2 separate regions of the Sus scrofa genome follow, and region 1 is linked to region 2. Evidence: chromatin contacts called from public Hi-C data. All regions are on one chromosome and are shown on one strand. The core of a region is the stretch at or near the end of the contact, and the rest is flanking DNA. Distances in the headings are between cores, read along the strand shown.

Region 1 (5,105 bases), core at 2,057-4,556, 350 kb after region 2:
GGCAGAATAGTTTACTTGGGGAGGCAGTTAAAAGCACTCAAGTGAAAAAAGAGTCTTTTATAAGTGTCATGAAGAAAACAAAATATGGTAACATGGGAGAGGGTGGGGCAGAACTTAGCTTAGACAGTGGCCAGAGAGGGTTTTTCTTTCTTCCTTCCTTCCTTCCTTCCTTCCTTTCTTTCTTTCTTTCTTTCTTTCTTTCTTTCTTTCTTTCTTTCTTTCTTTCTTTCTTTCTTTCTTTCTTTCTTTCCTTCTTTCTCTCTCTCTCTCTCTCTTTCTCTTTCTCTCTTTTTCTCTCTTTCTCTCTCTCCTTCCTTCCTTTGCCGTACCCATGGCACATGAAAGTTCCCTGACCAGGGATGGAATCCCAGCTGCAATGCTGGATTCCTTAACCCACTGTGCCAGGGTGGGAACTCAAGGGAGGGTCTTTCTTTGAGGAGGTGACATTTAAGTTGAGACTTGGATAAGGAGAAGGTGCCATCTGAGCATCTTCTGGAGGGAAGGGCCAACTGAGCAGAAGACACAGCAAACTCTCTGAGCCGGGAACCATTTTACTGTGTTGAAGGTGTAGGAAGAAGACTCATATGGCTGAAGCTTAGTGAGTAAGAGAGGGTGATGGTGCCAGGTCATTCATGGCCTTTAGACCACGGTCAAAGGTTTGCCCTTCATAGGAAGAGCATTGGAAACCATTTGTGTTTTTTTTTTCTTTTTTTTTAAATCACTGGCTGAGGTTTGGAGAATGGATTTGAGAGAGAAAACAGGGAGGCTTGTCAGGACTCTAAGCTGCAGTCCTGGCAGGGTGGGGTGGTTGCCATGACCTAGGATGGAATTGGATGACTGGAGATGGAGATGAAGGGATGATGTTTCAGAGGGAGTGAGCATGAGGAATTAAGGGAAAGAGGAGCAAAGATTTACTAATTCAGTCAACAGTGATTGATTTAACACCTACTATGTGCCAGGCCCTTTCCCAGGCTCTGGAGATGGAGCCCTGAACAAAACCGATCACGTCCCGCCCTTGACCTTCCACTCCAGCAGATGGAAGCCAATAGTAATCAGCCCCACATGCCAGGCAGTGGTAGAGAAGCACAGAGAAGCATTGTGAGGGGAGACAGGGTGACAAGGAGGGCTGGTTTCAGGTAAGACGATCAGGAGCCCTCTCAGATGGGGTGACCTTTGGGAGCGGATGTGAGGAAGTGGGCCATGAGGCACAGGCGCAGCAGGAGAGGAAGCAGAGGCCCTGCTGGAGGTGTGTGTGGAGTTGGAGGAGGAGCAGCGTGGAGGTGCCACGGCTGGAGGGTAGCAGACAGAGAGGAAGTGGGAGGAGAGGAGACAGGTCCAGGAGAGGTGGGTGGGTGGGCAAACCCTGGGCAAGGCTCAGGTCTGAGATTATTTTGAGAGGGAATGCCATTGAAGAGTTTTCTAGAGAGGGACAGAAACAGAGGGGACAGCTAGAAGGCAGTAATCTTGACAAAGTGCAGAGTTTTTGTTTAGATCACCGGTTGGGTGTTGGTGTCATTTTTTTTTTTTTTTTTTTTTTTTGGTCTTTTTAGGGCTGTACCGTGGCATTTGGAGGTTCCCAGGCTAGGGGTCCAATCGGAACTACAACTGCCGGCCTACACCACAGCCACAGCAATGTCAGATCCGAGCCGGGTCTGCGAGCTACACCCCAGCTCACAGCAATGCTAGATCCTTAACTCACTGAGCGAGGCCAGGGATCGAACCTACCTCCTTATGGATGCTAGTCAGATTCATTTCTGCTGAGCCAAGAAGGAACCCCTGGTGTCATTTTTGAGAAGGGAAAGACAGACAGAGAGTATGGGAGGAGAAATCAAAGTTCTGCTGAGGACAGATTAAGGTTGAGATGCCTGGTAGACACACAAGTAGAGCCAGCAAGGAGATAGTTGGATATTTGAGTTCAGAACCCCAGAGAGGGGTCAAGACTAGAGATATAAATTTGGAGTTGTCAGCCTAGAGGTGGTATTCAGTGCCCTCCCCACCCCGCCTTGGGGGGCTCACCCAGGGAAAGGCTGCCGAGCTGTGGCCCCGGATTCTCCCGCTTTTCAAAGGCAGTGCAGAGGGGGTAGGAGATGGGGAAGGCGTGGCCAGTGAGGTTGGATGAAAATCAGAAGAGTTTAATGTTACAGAAGCTGAGATAAGAGAGCGTTTCAAGTCAGAGAGTTCAGCTGTGACAGAAGCTGCCAAGAATCGAGGAGGAGGAAGGCAGGGAAGTGGCGGTTGGGCTTGACAATGTGAAGGCTCGGGTGACTTTGCCAGGTAGGGCTGAGTCCGAGGATGAGGATGTGGCTGAGGGACCACGAGCAGCTCCTGAGACAAATTTTGCGGGAAGGAAAAGAGGAATGTGGCAGTAAGTGGGGCAAATGCGGTTTCTAGGGATCAAACTCTCATTTTCCTGTGTATCTGATCACTCCTAGTTGTCAGTGAAAGGCACTGCCTTACATGGTGTTAGACCAATTTGTATAGCACTGGTGGCTTAATGTACTGATTCTTTTATATTATTTGCACTTTTTCAAAGGAGGAGTTTTGTCTTTTTTTGTTTGTTTGTTTGGCTGTGCCTGTGGTACGTAGAAGTTGCAGGGCCAGGGGTCAAACCTGCTCTATAGCAATGACAACACCAGATCCTTAACCTACTGAGCCACCAGGAAACTCCGAGGAGGGACTTGTCTTTCATGTAGTGGATAGGCTAGTATATGTAGGGTACCTAGAATAAATGAATATTCTGGTTAAGGCTAGCTCTGTGTGTGTGTGTGTGTGTGTGTGTTCATGTGTGTGTCTGCATGTATGTCTGTACACACATTGTCTTCAAATCTAGGGGGGCTGGAAGTCTTCCTGAAAATCTGTTAGGCATCAGGGGTTTTTATCTCCAGATGGGTGCCCCATTTTTCTTCTTGATAACCTCTTACTAATGAAGAGCCTGGGATGGGAGTTCCATTTACAAATGGTGAATCATTAGAAACAGATTTGTAGTTGGGGAAGAATCTTCCAGCAGCAGAACCTCACTTCTGAGGCATGCAGTCAGTTTCCTGCTCCAATGGGTCCGGCGAGCAGATCTTAGGGAGGGAAGACAACCCATCATACAGGTCCACTCCCACACGTGCTGTAACCACAGCCTTCATCTGAACAAGCTGGAGGGCAAAAGGACAAACCTTCTCGAGTCCCTGGCCTCTGGAGTCTCCGAAAGACTGGAAAGTTTGCCTGCATCATGGCTGCCGCTGTTCCTCTGTGGTCCAGCCTCTTAGCCCGTCTCCCAGCCTCCTTTCTTCACGGAGACAAGCCCTCCTGGTTGACCGTCCTTTGTGTTCCTGCCCCTGCTGAGAGTGGGTCTGCTTCTGCTCGGAGGCGGGGTATTTTCCTGCCCGTCAGAGAGTGGAGACAATGCCAGGATCACTAAGCCTTCAGAACCCTGGTAGAAGGCAGGCTGGGCCCATGGACTGGCAGGAAAGAAGACTCAGGCCCAGCCTACCTTCCAGAATCTACTGTGAGCCCCTCTTCCCAAGTCCACGCATCCCTGTGACCGTTTGACGGGTTGTTTCATTCTGCCTGTCCTTCTCCTCTAAACGCCTGTCGCCTCATCCCCCTGTCACTTTCCATCCAAACGCCAGGCGAGTGGGTTCTGGAATTTTAGTCATTCATTCCTTTGTGGGTTTTTTGTTTGTTTATTGTTTATTTGTTTACGTACCATATTATGTACCACTAATGCTAATTATTTACCTAAAAATTTCCTTAAAAGTAACTCACCATTTTACTTAAAATATTTATTTAATAAGGAAATTTTGCTACTACATAAATAGAAATTCAGGGTGAATAAAAGATAAATATAAATAAAACACCACATTTATGTTATCAAATTCTAATTGTATACTTATTTATCAGAGACTCTAAGCTTGCTTTCCCTAAAGAGGGAGATGGTAAAATATTAGGGTCATTAAAGATATAGCAGCACCAGGCCGAGACAATTCCCCTGAAGGATTAAGGAGAAGGAAGGGCTTTTTGTACAATGTTATGAATGCACTAGAAGCTGCCAGATTGTACGCTTTAAAATGGTTAAAATGGTCAATTTTATGTTATGTGAATTTTACCTCGGTTTAAAAAAAAGAAGTGAATTGATTCAGTGATTTTTTTTCTTTGTTTTTTTTTTTTTTTTTTGGCCATGCCTGCGGCATGTGGATCTTCCCCGGCCAAGGATGGAACCTGTGGAACCCGTGACATAACCATGAACTAAGCCGCCGTGGGTCACAAGAGAACTCCTGATTTGGTGATTTTATACCATATTATAGGACTGTGTAATATCTTTTCTCTCGCATTTTGGCCAAGCACCAACCACACCAGTAAAGATGAAATGCTTGTCAGGCTGAGATCGAGTGCCTCCGTCCCAGAGCGCCACTGCGTCTGAAGCTGCTGGTCTAAAGCAGTTTTAACTACACCAATCCAATGCCTCCACTTGCATTGCTCGAAAGAAGTAAAGTAGGACATATGGAGCAATACTCTTCTAGAGTCACCGATTTGTCTCCTTTACGCTTCTGAAACCTACAACACACTCCAGCTTGAATAACTACCTTTTCAGAACTTCAATTCTGTAAATGTAAAAGAGAGATCATGGGACCTATCTCACAGTGTTGTTGTGAGGATTACCTGAGAAAATCCTGGAACAGCCCAGCGAAATTCCTTTATGGAGTAAATGTTAGTTCCATGCCCCCCACAACACTCAGCTGAAGAATGTTAAGGAGACATAGGATGTTTTATGAATCATTTGATGCTGATGTGATGATGATTTGCTAGAAATCCATGTCATGCAGAAATGGAGGAGTTCCCATCATGGCTCAGCAGTTAACAAATCTGACAAGCATCCATGAGAACGCAGGTTTGATCCCTGGCCTCGCTCTTTGGGTTAAGGATCCGGCATTGCTGTGAGCTGTTGTGTAGGTCGCAGATGCGGCTTGGATCCTGTGTTGCTGTGGCTGTGGCTGTGGCCAGCAGCTGTAGCTCCGATTTGACCCCTAGCCTGGGAACCTCCATGTGCCATGGGTGTGGGCCAAAAAAGCAAAAAAAAAAAAAAAAAAAAAAGCAGAAAAAGAAATGGAGTAAGG
Region 2 (4,948 bases), core at 1,324-3,823:
CAGACACCTAACAACATGCAGCTTTCTCGTGTTAGCCACGTCCCTGGGGACCCGGTGCAGATGGAAGCCTTGCTCATCCCTCTCCCTTGGCCTGAGAACTTCTCCATCCAGGGCACGTCCTACACTCTGCCCCCGAGCCCTGGAGCCTTCCCAGGAGTGTCAAGATGGGGATCTCTCCTCTATCCCAACTCCTACAAGTTTTAACAGTTCCCATCACAGCTATTTGTTAAGGACCTATTCTGGGTGAGCCTTTGGTTTAACCTCAGGGGTTTGCTTACAAAGCATTTTATGTGAGTCCCATCTCTGTTGAGCCAAATTATAAACAAATTGATGACAGGGACCAGGATTTCTTGCTGGCCTATCGCAGCTGTGGGCATGTCAGCACTGGATAAATACTCAAGTGATTGATGCAGGTCCGTCTCCTCTCTGAGGACCGAACCTCTTGGCAGCTTCCTCTGAGGAGCCTGGAGGCTCCCTAGCCTGGTGGAGAAGGAGATAAAGTTCCCTGAAGGGATTCTAATGGGGTCCCCTACCCTCGCTGTGGGGCTCTCTCACAGTTGGTAGCTCAGATCACAAGCAACTTTTCTTCTCCAGGGAACTGGTTAGAGGCTTTGATTTTTGCAAAATGGTCTTCCGAATCTAGTGACTGCCACCCCTCGCCCAGGTTTCTTTCTTTTTCTTCCTTTTTTTTTTTTTTTTAGGGCCACACCCATAGCATATGGAGGTTCCTAGACTAGGGGTCAAATTGGAGCTGTAGCTGCCACCCTACACCCCAGCCACAGCAACACTGGATCCAAAACACATATGTGACTTATGCTGCAGCTTGTGGCAACACAGGACCTTAACCTACTGATCAGGGCTGGGGATTGAACCTGCATCCTCATGGATACTAGTTGGATTTGTAACCCACTGAGCCACAATGAGAACTCCCCAGATTTTTTACTCAAAACTGGATCTAGCCCGGTGTCTCCTAATGTCATGAGTACATCCGACCTTCTCTTGTCATGTGTCTGTCCGGGGAGGCATGGGCAGAGCGACTCAAGTCTCACCCTGACCTGGTTTCAGTGCTCTGTCCCCTTGCCTCCTCGCCCTGCTTTCCTCCTGTGCTTAGGACCCTCCAAAGGCTTTGCCTCTAACCTGGGAAAGAAAACAGAATCCCTCCATGGTCCAGGCCCCTGGCATCCTCCCACCCCAGCCTCTCACTGCCTCCTTTTTCTTTCCCAAACATGCCACCCACTTTTCTACCCCTGGGCCTTGCATCTGCTGTTCCCTCCACCTTCAACGACTTTCCCATGAACATTCACAGGGCTCACCCCTCACTTCCTTCAGGCATCTGCTCAAATGTCTCCTCACCAAAGAGGGCTTCCCCGACGACTCTGAGTGTAACAACCAGTCCCCACCCTTTCTTACCCTGGTCCCCTCACTGTACCATTTTTCCTTGTTCACTGTTTTTCTCCCCCAACCAGAACATAAATTCTGTGAGGGCACAGCCTCTGCCAATCTTGGTCATGATTGTATTCCCAGTGCTCAGAACAGATTCTGACACATCCTAGCAGGCATCCATTAAACACGTGTTGAAAGATCAGATTAAGTGAAATAATATGTGAAACTGCTTCATAAGGAGATTACCAAAAGTAAGTTGTCACCAATGCAACAATCGCTAATAATTATCGATTATTTACTAATGCCAATCACCATGCTAAGAGTTTACATCTCATTTAATTTGCACAGCACCAAGATTCCTATTGTCGTTTATGATTTTTAGTCAAATAAACTGTTTTCTTAGTAACTTGGGCCCTGATAAGGAAGAAGGAAAACAGAGTTACCAGTTGGTTAAAATGCTGCAAACCCACACCTGGAGTGACTTGTCTTGTCTTTTTTTTTTGTCTTTTTGCCTTTTCTAGGGCTGCTTCCGCGGCATATGGAGGTTCCTAGGCTAGGAGTCCAATTGGAGCTGTAGTTGCCGGCCTGCGCCAGAGCCACAGCAACACGGGATCCGAGCCATGTCTGCAGCCTACACCACAGCTCACAGCAACGCCGGATCCTCAACCCACTGAGCAAGGCCAGGGATTGAACCCTCAACCTCATGGTTCCTAGTTGGATTTGTTAACCACTGAGCCACAATGGGAACTACTCATTTTTTTTTTTTTTTTAACATGACATTGTGATGTCTAAGTTGTGTTTGTTTCCCCAAACCAATTTCTCTGAACTTGGCTGGGCTCTGTGTGAGGACAAGACATTGGGGAAAGTAAATGAAGCCCTTGAAAACATGTTGGCCTGTCATTTTCCCTGCGCTTCTCCCCACCCTGATCCTCTAATAATGTTCTTGCTGGGGAAAAGGACATAGACAGAACCCTACCAGCAGGCTAAGAATTCTTGGTCTGAAGAAGCCTTTGAGGTCATCAGCCTGCTCCCCTTTTTTTGATTTTCCAAGGAGGAAATCCAGCCTTCAGGAAGCCATTCTCCCAATGGGGTGGCATTACTTTTCTTTATCAAACTCTTTGTCCAAAATCAGAAGATGAACCATATACATCACCAATACACCTTTAACTTGGCCGGCCACTTGATGGTTTTAAGGGACAAGGGGCCATGCCTGCTCTATTTTTGCTGACTTCTTCCTACAAAACTGACACCAGGTGTTTGACATCCATCCCTTAAAAATTATTTGGGACTCTGCTATTCTCTTAAGTGATACACCGGTGTCTTTTCTGATGACAGCAAAGTAACAGCGTGCTCAGCTAAATGAAGAGCTGGAGTTTCACATGGTATAGAGATATGTTTTCCAAAAACCTGCTGCCAGAATCTATCATCACAAATTTGAAACCCCAGCTTGGTGGGGGAAAGTATTCCTGAAAACACTTGGAAGCCATGGGCAAGACAGTTTTGCTCAGAAGAGTGATTCAAAAACATTCTTCACCCTTGTTTGCGAATTGTCTAAGAGAGGGAAGGCAGCGTTCTAATATTCCTTTCTTTTTCTGTCATGTTTAATTTCAAATTAGCACTTGCCATTGTTTTCACGGAATAAATGAAAACAATTATAAAATGGATTCCATGTCTTTCCAGAGTTCTTTCAGATTGTCAGAAACAGGGAAATATCTTAAAATTTCCCAGGAAACGCCCACATCAGCATAACAGGTCAGTACCATGCAGTGCCATGCCATTGTGCATTTCCCGGGCCTCTCACTCAAATAGTATTTTAAAAAGACATTCCGAATGCACTCTGGTGCCAAGAGGTTGCTGCCTAGATATTCTGTGATGATGATGAGCAGCCTTCTAAGTGCATGTGCTGAATTTGGGAAACATAACACCGAAGCACATAAAGTCACATGCCAGATCTCACATAGCGGCCAAATCACATCCGCCCCTATCTCTCTGAAGGATCCTTCCCCAAAATATAGGCCTGGCACCTTGCCCTGAACGGCAGCCAACTGGACATTAGCAGACCAGGGTAGAGAGGGAAATCCAGATACATTCCCCTATAAATCTCAGCCAAAGCCAAACCATGATTGTCCCAGCTTTTGGGCAGTGGGGGAGGGGTGTCCAGGGCGTGAGTAGGTAGAATTTGCCGATAAACTCAAATCTCATTTTAGGCAATCAGAGGAAAAATAATTTCCAAATTCTCTGTTTTTTAAAAATTTAATTTCCGAGTTCTCTCTTGCTTTTTTTTTTTTAATGGCTGCAACTGCGGCATATGGAAGTTCCCCCAGGCTAGCGGTCGAATTGGAGCTACAGCTGCTGGCCTACACTACAGCTCACAGCAATGCCAGATCTTTAACCCACTGAGCGAGGCCAGGGATCGAACCCACATCCTCACAGATACTAGTTGGGCTTGTGACCGCTGAGCCACAAAGGGAACTCCCCAAGTTCTCTGCTTTTGAATGCACTGAAGAAAAGTGTCACAAGTAACAACTGTTATACTCAAAAAGTCTTTTTAATCTAATCAGTTTGCTTTCTGTCTGAGGTGCTAATGAAAGGGAAAATAGCCAAATATGGTACCCAAGCAGAGTTGGAAAAGCAGAGAGGGCCCAGGAGTTACCAGACTGGAAAATGAGTCTTCAGGTAACTGAGAGTTAACCACAGTACTGATTTCTTTTGCAATTACTGAGGAGTTAGCTTCTACCTTGTAAAGGGCACAAGCCAGCTGAAGAGATTAAAGTTTAATCTAGAGGTTCACATCAATATCTAAGTGCCTCAGGTCAAATGCTTTAATCCTTGAGTAAGAAATTGTATATTTAAAAGTCTGACACTATATACACACATACAACTAAATGCCCTGAACACTGCCCATCAGGACACACAGCTTAGCTAAGAGGAGTTACATTAAGGAAGACAAGTAGGGCTGGTAGAAAATAGGGATGGGAGGAGTTCCCTGATAGCTCAGCAGGTTAAGGACCTGGTAGTTGTCACTGCTGTGGCTCAGGTTGCTGCTGTGGCATGGGTTCTACCCCTGGCCCTGGAATTTCCTCATGCTGTGGGTATGGCCAGAAAAAAAAAAAAAAAAAAAGAAAAAAAAAGGAAAATAGGAATGGGAGCAGGAGTAGGGACAAAGGGGCAGGAGGTGCTTTTAAAAGCTTTTTTGTTTAAATTTAAATTTTTATTTAATTTTATTTTTTGTCTGTGGCATGCAGTAGTCTGATGTAGGATCTGTGCTCAGACCAGAGAATGAACCCAGATCACAGTGGTGAAAATGCTGTGTCCTGACCAGTAAACCATCAGGGAACTCCCTGTTTAAATTTAAAAAGGAGAATATATTCCTGTAATAAACAAAATATCGTTGTGAAAGTGGAGTGTCCTGAGTCGAAGGGTCTAGAGTGCAGGAATGTGTCCTGCAGGCCCAGGTCCCAGGCACATTGATGCATTTGTGCCAACCTAGACCAAAACCCTCTTTCAAGTCTTTTTTTTTTTTAGTTGTCTAGCTGGGGTTACTTTATTTGATGAGAAATAAATC

The links. A called contact is a pair of places that touch in the nucleus more often than the background predicts.
Region 1: a Hi-C map of omental adipose tissue shows a contact between it and region 2, with 1.9 times the contacts expected there. The contact joins two enhancer-like sites. A contact is called at or near these places in 2 of 47 Hi-C or Micro-C datasets (embryonic fibroblasts and omental adipose tissue).

The regions. Positions count from the first base shown.
Region 1 is chr6:107,419,220-107,424,324 of Sscrofa11.1, forward strand. No RefSeq gene overlaps it. Among named protein-coding and RNA genes, the nearest start is that of GATA6, 140 kb to the left of the region's middle. Within about 2 kb of position 3,307, at least 3 of the 83 cell types and tissues checked have an H3K27ac peak or open chromatin away from gene starts, as enhancers often do. A contact at or near this core is called in omental adipose tissue, where this site is marked.
Region 2 is chr6:107,067,283-107,072,230 of Sscrofa11.1, forward strand. No RefSeq gene overlaps it. Among named protein-coding and RNA genes, the nearest start is that of MIR133A-2, 71 kb to the left of the region's middle. Within about 2 kb of position 2,574, at least 1 of the 83 cell types and tissues checked has an H3K27ac peak or open chromatin away from gene starts, as enhancers often do. A contact at or near this core is called in omental adipose tissue, where this site is marked.